Linked DNA regions of Canis lupus: region 1 is linked to region 2. A link is a contact called in public Hi-C data. All regions are on one chromosome and are shown on one strand. The core of a region is the stretch at or near the end of the contact, and the rest is flanking DNA. Distances in the headings are between cores, read along the strand shown.

Region 1 (3,521 bases), core at 532-3,031, 34 kb after region 2:
CACTGGGTACCTTGGCACTCCTAGAGATACCACTTGTGGATGGGGGCCGCAGTGAGGCGCCTGGGCAAAGCCAGACCTCCTAAGGTCAGGTGTAGATACCAGACTGTCTTCCGGAGAACTTCCTTGAAATGGTTAGTCCGCTACCCATGGAATTAAGATGGTCGGCAGGCACCTGCTACAATGTGAGGATGCTACTGGAATAGAATGGAAGGTTCAGTGTGACTTTACTGGTGTATTTTTTAAGGAATTAATTTTTTTTATAGATTTTATTTATTTATTCATAAGAGACACAGAGAGAGAGAGGCACAGAGACACAGGCAGAGGGAGAAGCAGGTTCCATGCAAGGAGCCAGATGTGGGACTCGATCCTGGGTCTCCAGGATCACACCCCGGGCTGCAGGCGGCGCTAAACCGCTGCGCCACCGGGGCTGCCCTGGTGTATTTTATATATGCACGTAGAGGCATCTATTGTTCTGTATACACACATGTGCATGTTGATGCCTACACACATACCAGGGGAGGTTATGTCCAGATATTAAGTGTTTAGCACCAAGGATACAAGACTGTGGATGGGTTTTCTCTACACTTTCTAAATATTCTCTAGTAAATACGCACTAGATCCAAAAGCCCTGACTCTAAGGTGCATTCACCCTAACAGAACCCTGAGCAGCCATAGGTCCCACCTATGATAAGTTTTAAAATTTTTCAGTTGAGCATATTTGAAGATCTAATTGGCTTTATTCGACAATTCATGGATTGAGCAGCATCCCACCCAGCAAATAGAAAGGAGCTCTGAAGAGCTACACAAAATAAAGGGCTTTTATGGACAGAGAGGGGGCAGGAAAAGGAAATTTCTAACAAATAGTGGATTTTAAAAAATATTTGTGAGAGAGAGAAAGAGAGAACGCAGGCATGCATGGGGGGGGGGGGCAGAGGAAGAGGGAGAGAAGCAGACTCCCCACTGAGCAGGGAGCCTGATATGGGGTTCCATCTCATGACCCATGAGATCATGACTGGAGCTGAAATCAAGAGTTGGATGCTCAATCAGCTGAACCACCCAGGCATTCACAAGAGTGGATTGTTTTAGGCAAGGTCATTGTCTTATTGGGGACAGGCAAGGTTTGTCAGGTAGATTACCTCCCTAGCTGACCAGTGCTACTCAACCAGATTGACTGGTTGAGTTTACATTCCTGGGAGAGGCTGAAACTGCAGGTAGGTTAGGTATTAAGTCTTAGTTTGCCAATGTGGGGCTTAGCACGAATGACTCCATTTTCAGCCTGCTATTTCTTTTTTTTTTAACAGATAGATTTTTAAAATTCAGTCTTGTTGTCTCCAAAACACATGATCAAACTTGTCAGATAGTGGGTCCTAATTCTGGAGTTTGGAAACTAAAGTCATTGTGGTTGAGAGGTTAGTGTCTGTTTCTAGAAAGTTTGGGTAGGGGGCACCTGGGTGGTTCAGTGGCTGAGTGTCTCCCTTTGGCTCAGGTGGTGATCCTGGGGTTCTGGGATCAAGTCCCACATCGGGCTCCCTGCGGGGAACCTGCTTCTCTCTCTGCCTATGTCTCTGCCTCTCTCTGTGTGTCTCTCATGAATAAATAAATAAAATCTTTTTAAAAATTTCTTTAAAATAATAGATAGATAGATAGATAGATAGATAGATAGATAGATAGATAGAGCCTGGAGGCCAGAAGGGGGAGCTATAGTGCCCCACTACTCCTCATCAATGGCAAACCCGGCAGGATGAGAGGTACCTGACCTCCTCGCCCAGCAACAAGCTCAGCCAATAAGAAAGTAGCACAACTCAGCCAATGAGAAACTGCCACCCCTAAACTTTCGGTTTCCTCCAATAAGCTTTAGTTCAAAGTAGCGCCTTCCAACTTCCTCTTTTTCTCTATAAAGTAACATTCCTATCCCCTTTGCCTTTTTAAAGATTTTAAGTAATTTCTACCCCCACGGTGGGGCTTGAACTCACAACCCCGAGATTAAGAGGCACAATGGCCATTGACTGAGCTGGCCAGGCACCCCTCCTCTCCTTTGAGCTCCCCACTTGCCAGCTTTGCGTCCCTTTCATGCCCTGAATTGCAGTTTCCCCCTTTCAGAATAATTCATTTTGCTGATGTAGCAACTGGCTGTTTTACTTTTAAGGTCGACAGATTTCAGAGAAGAATCAATGGGAAATTTTATCTGTTCACACACAAACACACAGAGACGCTTTTATTTTTTTACTTTACAAAATATAAGCATTTATTTGTATTTATTTAAATTCAAATAATTAACATATCATGTATTATTCGTTTCATAGGTCAGGGACTCATCAGTTGCACGTCACACCCAGTGCTCATTACATCACGTGCCCTCCTTAGTGCCCATCACCCAGTTACCCCAACCCCCACCCCCTCCTGCAGCAGCCCTCAGTTTATTCCCTATGGTTAAGAGTCTCTCATGGTTTGTCTCCCTCTCTGATTTCGTCTTGTTTCATTTTTCCCTCCCTTCCCCCGTGATCCTGTTTTGTTTCTTAAATTCCACACATGAGTGAGATCATATGGATACGGGACAGCTAGGTTCTTGTCTCACCGAGTCCAAGGACGAATCCTGCTGACAACAGAGAGTGAGCAAAGCCATAGAAGTATATTAAGCACAGATACAGAGAAAGCTCCCAGAAGTCCCACGGGTCCCAACAGGGGTGCCACTGAGGGATTTTATGGTCTTTTATAGGAAACTGACCAACTGACTTGGTAAATTTCTTGTCAATATCAGGGTGGCTACCCCAAAGATACAGATGCAGTGAAACGCCGGGACACCTGCACCCCGATGTTTATAGCAGCAATGGCCACGGTAGCCAAACTGTGGAAGGAGCCTCGGTGTCCATCGAAAGATGAATGGATAAAGAAGATGTGGTCTATGTATACAATGGAATATTACTCAGCCATTAGAAACGACAAATACCCACCATTTGCTTCAATGTGGATGGAACTGGAGGGTATTATGCTGAGTGAAGTAAGTCAGTCGGAGAAGGACAAACATTATATGGTCTCATTCATTTGGGGAATATAAATAATAGTGAAAGGGAATATAAGGGAAGGGAGAAGAAATGTGTGGGAAATATCAGAAAGGGAGACAGAACGTACAGACTCCTAACTCTGGGAAACGAACTAGGGGTGGTGGAAGGGGAGGAGGGCGGGGGGTGGGAGTGAATGGGTGACGGGCACTGGGGGTTATTCTGTATGTTAGTAAATTGAACACCAATAAAAAATAAATTAAAAAAAATATCAGGGTGGATTTTAGCAGAAACACGGGTGGACTAGTAACTATCATAATAACAAACAAGATGTTTTTGTAAATATCATGAGCCCAAGCAAGGTGTTCCCTTCTCTCTGGTTAATATTTCCTCCATAATATTTCCCTACAGCTGGGATTTCTGTGAGCCTAGTCAGGTAGCCCGTGGCCTTGAGATTCTTGTGCCGTCTTGGTTTGAGCAGGGACTATTGATAACACCTTAATGACATATTTCTGTGATTAC
Region 2 (3,434 bases), core at 754-3,253:
GCATGAAGAGCTTGGTGCTGGGGTCTGTAGGGGTTGGGGAGATTCAAGAAAAGTCACCCTGCCCTCCAAACAGGGACAAGAGGGTGGAATAAATTTATATATATCCTGTAGTGAAAATGCGACCAGATTCTGGATTCAGATTTTGAAAATAAATCAATTTAAATTACTTCAAATACCTAGAGGCTTTTTTTTTCCTTTTTTCTTTTTTCTTTTTTTTCTTTTCTTTTCTTTCTTTTTTTTTTCTTTTTCTTTTTTTTTTTTTTTTTTGGCACTGGAATCTCAGTGCATGGACTGTTTCCCTAAAAAAGTAAACCAATGGATTAAAAACTTGTGTGTGCGTGTGGTTCGGAGATTTTCATCCAGTAGGATTTGGTGCTATGGGGCTCACCTACCCCTACTTCACTCTCCTTCATCAGAGAGTGTGGATAATTGTGGGCTTCTGAAGATCCCAGATACCCATGGATGAAGAGAAAGATAGATTGTCCCCCTAGACGGAATTATCCCCTCCCTTTACAACCAAACTTCTGGTTAAATAAATAAATAAATAAATAAATAAATAAATAAATAAATAAATAAATAAGGAGCCTCAAGTCACTTCAGTATGATTTCTCTGAACATTCTAGGCTGGAAAACTTCAGTTCTTTAAAAGATTTTTTTTTTCCAGAGTCTGCTGCCAACAAAAAGAGAGACGGCACCGCTTCAGCAAGCCTCACACTTATATGTTCCTGAGTCCCCACAGAAAGAAGCCAGCGCCCCGGCTTTGGCGAACAAGCCCTGTTACACTGGACACGCACCCGAGACAGACCCCCAGAGGCCCGCAAAACCCGGGTCAAGGCTTCCAGAAACATGCCAAACTACGCAGCCAGCCACCTACAGGCCAACGAGCTGCACGCGCGCGCGCACACACACACACACACACACTCCGCCACACGCGCGCACACTCGGGACCCAGAGGCACCCAGCCCAGCAGAGAGCAGTCGGGACACACGGACACACGTCACGGAGGTGAGCGCACACGGAGCGCACACGGGGAAACAGACGGACTCCTGCAGGGTCACGGACAAGCCCGGCGCCGCCACCCGCCCCGGAGGCACGAGTGCGCGCGCGTGCACTCATACGAACACGGTGATACACACACACAGACGCAGTCACATATGTAATGCATATGGAGAAACCCTACCCCAGCCAGTCACCTCCCCGCCCCCCTCGCCACTCGCCGCCTCCGGCCCCAGGCTCACCCCAGCCCCGCGCCCCTCTTCCGCAGGAGGCCCGGGTGGGGGGCGGCTGGGCGCAGGGGCGCGGCCCCACGGCCGGAGAAAGCAAGACCAGGGGGCCAGGGACCCCGAGGGCTCGGCGGCTCCTGCGGCCATTCATTCGGCAACGCCCCAGCGGCGCGGCGGCAGCTGCAGCGAGGGAGGCGGCGGCGCTCACTGCAGCTCTTGGGCAATGGAAGTTCAGCTGCCCGCCCGCAGCCTCGCCCGGGTCCCCCGGCCGCCCGCCACCACCGATCGCGGGGACAGGACGGGGGAGTGAGCCGCTGACCCCGGGGGAGAAGTCCCGCCGCGCCGTGGCTCCGGGATGCTGCCCACTGCCCTCCTCGCCGGGGCCGCGGCGGCGGCCAGGTCTCCTCCGCCCTTCCCGGGCCCCCGGCCCCCCGCGCCGCGCCGGCCCCCCAGCCCCGCACTCACCACCTGGCGAGCTATGTCGGTCGCTGCCATCGCTCCTGCGTCCGCCAGGGCTGCCACGGGTGCCGCCGCAACCGGAGGTACAGCACAAGAAACAGCGAAGCTCCTCCGACAAAGAGAAAGTGTTACACTTCGGGCGCGACCAAGTCCGGTGGGGGGAGGTGCGAGGGAGGGGCCCCCGCGCCGCTGCTCCAACCCCAACCTCCCCTCTATCAACCCACTCCCTCGGAAGTGGGGTTCGGGGTGGGGGGCGGATTTCACGCGCCGCTTCCCCCTACGGCGAGCTCAGTTCCAGTTCTCCCTGCAACCTCAGCTGTAGGCCTGTGCGAAGGGGGGCTGGGGCTCCCCTCGGTGACCACGTCCTCTGTCCCCCCCCCCCCGCCACTGGGCTCCGTGGTACGTCCCGACCTCTGCTGAATTGTCACACCCCCCTGCTCTCGCCTTACATCCCAGAGTCCCCAGACCCCTGAGGCTGGAAGGGAGCCCCTGCCCCTCCCCCTCCCGCGCACAGCTCCGCTGCTGAGCTCCGCAATCCTCCTCCCCCTCTTCCCCGCCCCCTGTACCCCCTCTTCCTCTCCAGCGAGATCTCAGGGTGCTCCGATGGGAGCGCCAGCGGCCGGAGACCTGAGGCTCCACCACACCTCCTCCCACCCCCCCTAGCCCGGGAGTGCTGCTGCAGCGGGAGTGGGGGGGCGGCTGCGGCACCTGCCGCTCCACAGTGGAGCTTACCAGGGGGCAGCTGGGGGGAGCCGCACTGCGGCCCCGCCACTGAGCGGTGACGTGCGGAGTCCGAGGCCCGCGGCCTCGAGGTCCCCTTCTGCCCCGGGGTTTCCAAGCCTCGGATGCTGTGGGCGGTAATTTCGTGAAGCCGAGCTCACCACTGTTGGGTACTTAATACGGACGGTCCCCACGCCTCCTCTTCCTACCAAGCCCCAAAAGCGCAGCGTGTGAGCGGGGCCCTGACCACGACCCCCTTCTAGTGCCTAGGTCGCCGGGGCGTCTCAGAGGAGGAGTTTGAGGGTGAAGCCCCCCAGCTCTGTCGGGCGGGACGTGGGAGTGACGGGGAGCGGCCTCCGGTGGCTCTGTCCCGCCCGGATTTCCCCTTCACCTTCGCTCAGCCGGGGAGAAGGCGGCCGGCGGTGCGCAGTAAGAGCCTCCGAAGGCAGAGGCTGTCAGCCTGGTTCCCCTTTCCTCCTGGCCAGCGGCCGCCGCGGATCCTCTCCGGCCCTGAGCCCCCTACCCCAGTCCCCCAGTCCCGGGAGCGGCCCCGTGCCAGCTCCCTGGGACTAGCGAACCCTGGTCGACCGCCTTGCCCCAGGCCCTAGCGTGCAGACGCTGCGCTCCACTCCTCGGTAGGGCTGTGCCCTGGTCTCGGAGAGGCGCCAGAACCCCCAGTGGAACCCGGGACCGCAGCGGGAGGCTGGCCCGCGGGCAGAAGCCCGGACAGCGAGGTGGCCCGGCTGCAGCCCAAAGGCGCGAGCGGCGGAGGGGGAGGCAGGAGGGAGGAAAGGAGAAGAACAGGAACCAGAGAGAGAAGGCACCCCGTCGCAGAAGCCCAGGCCTGGGGAGAAAGAGGGAAGGCAGGGAAATGGGGTGGCCACAGGAAGTGCTTCCCTGGCACTAGGTTCCACCTGCCGGGATAGTGCTTCACACTGTCTCAGAGAGCTGCCTATGTGCGATGTGCACCTGGAGAAGGACTCCGGAAAATGCATCCCCAGTGCCTAGTCCGGGGTCTGGCACCCAGGAAGC

What was found. Hi-C and Micro-C count contacts between places; a contact is called where the count stands out from the background.
Region 1: a Hi-C map of blood shows a contact between it and region 2, with 1.8 times the contacts expected there. The contact joins the enhancer-like site here to the promoter of SEPTIN6 in region 2. A contact is called at or near these places in 2 of 9 Hi-C or Micro-C datasets (both in blood).

Annotation. Positions count from the first base shown.
Region 1 is chrX:92,426,375-92,429,895 of UU_Cfam_GSD_1.0, forward strand. No RefSeq gene overlaps it. Among named protein-coding and RNA genes, the nearest start is that of SOWAHD, 29 kb to the right of the region's middle. Within about 2 kb of position 1,782, at least 1 of the 20 cell types and tissues checked has an H3K27ac peak or open chromatin away from gene starts, as enhancers often do. A contact at or near this core is called in blood, where this site is marked.
Region 2 is chrX:92,392,124-92,395,557 of UU_Cfam_GSD_1.0, forward strand. SEPTIN6 (septin-6) reads right to left here and starts at 2,004. Exons shown (of 10, transcript XM_038588184.1): 1 at 1,689-2,004. The coding sequence starts at 1,718.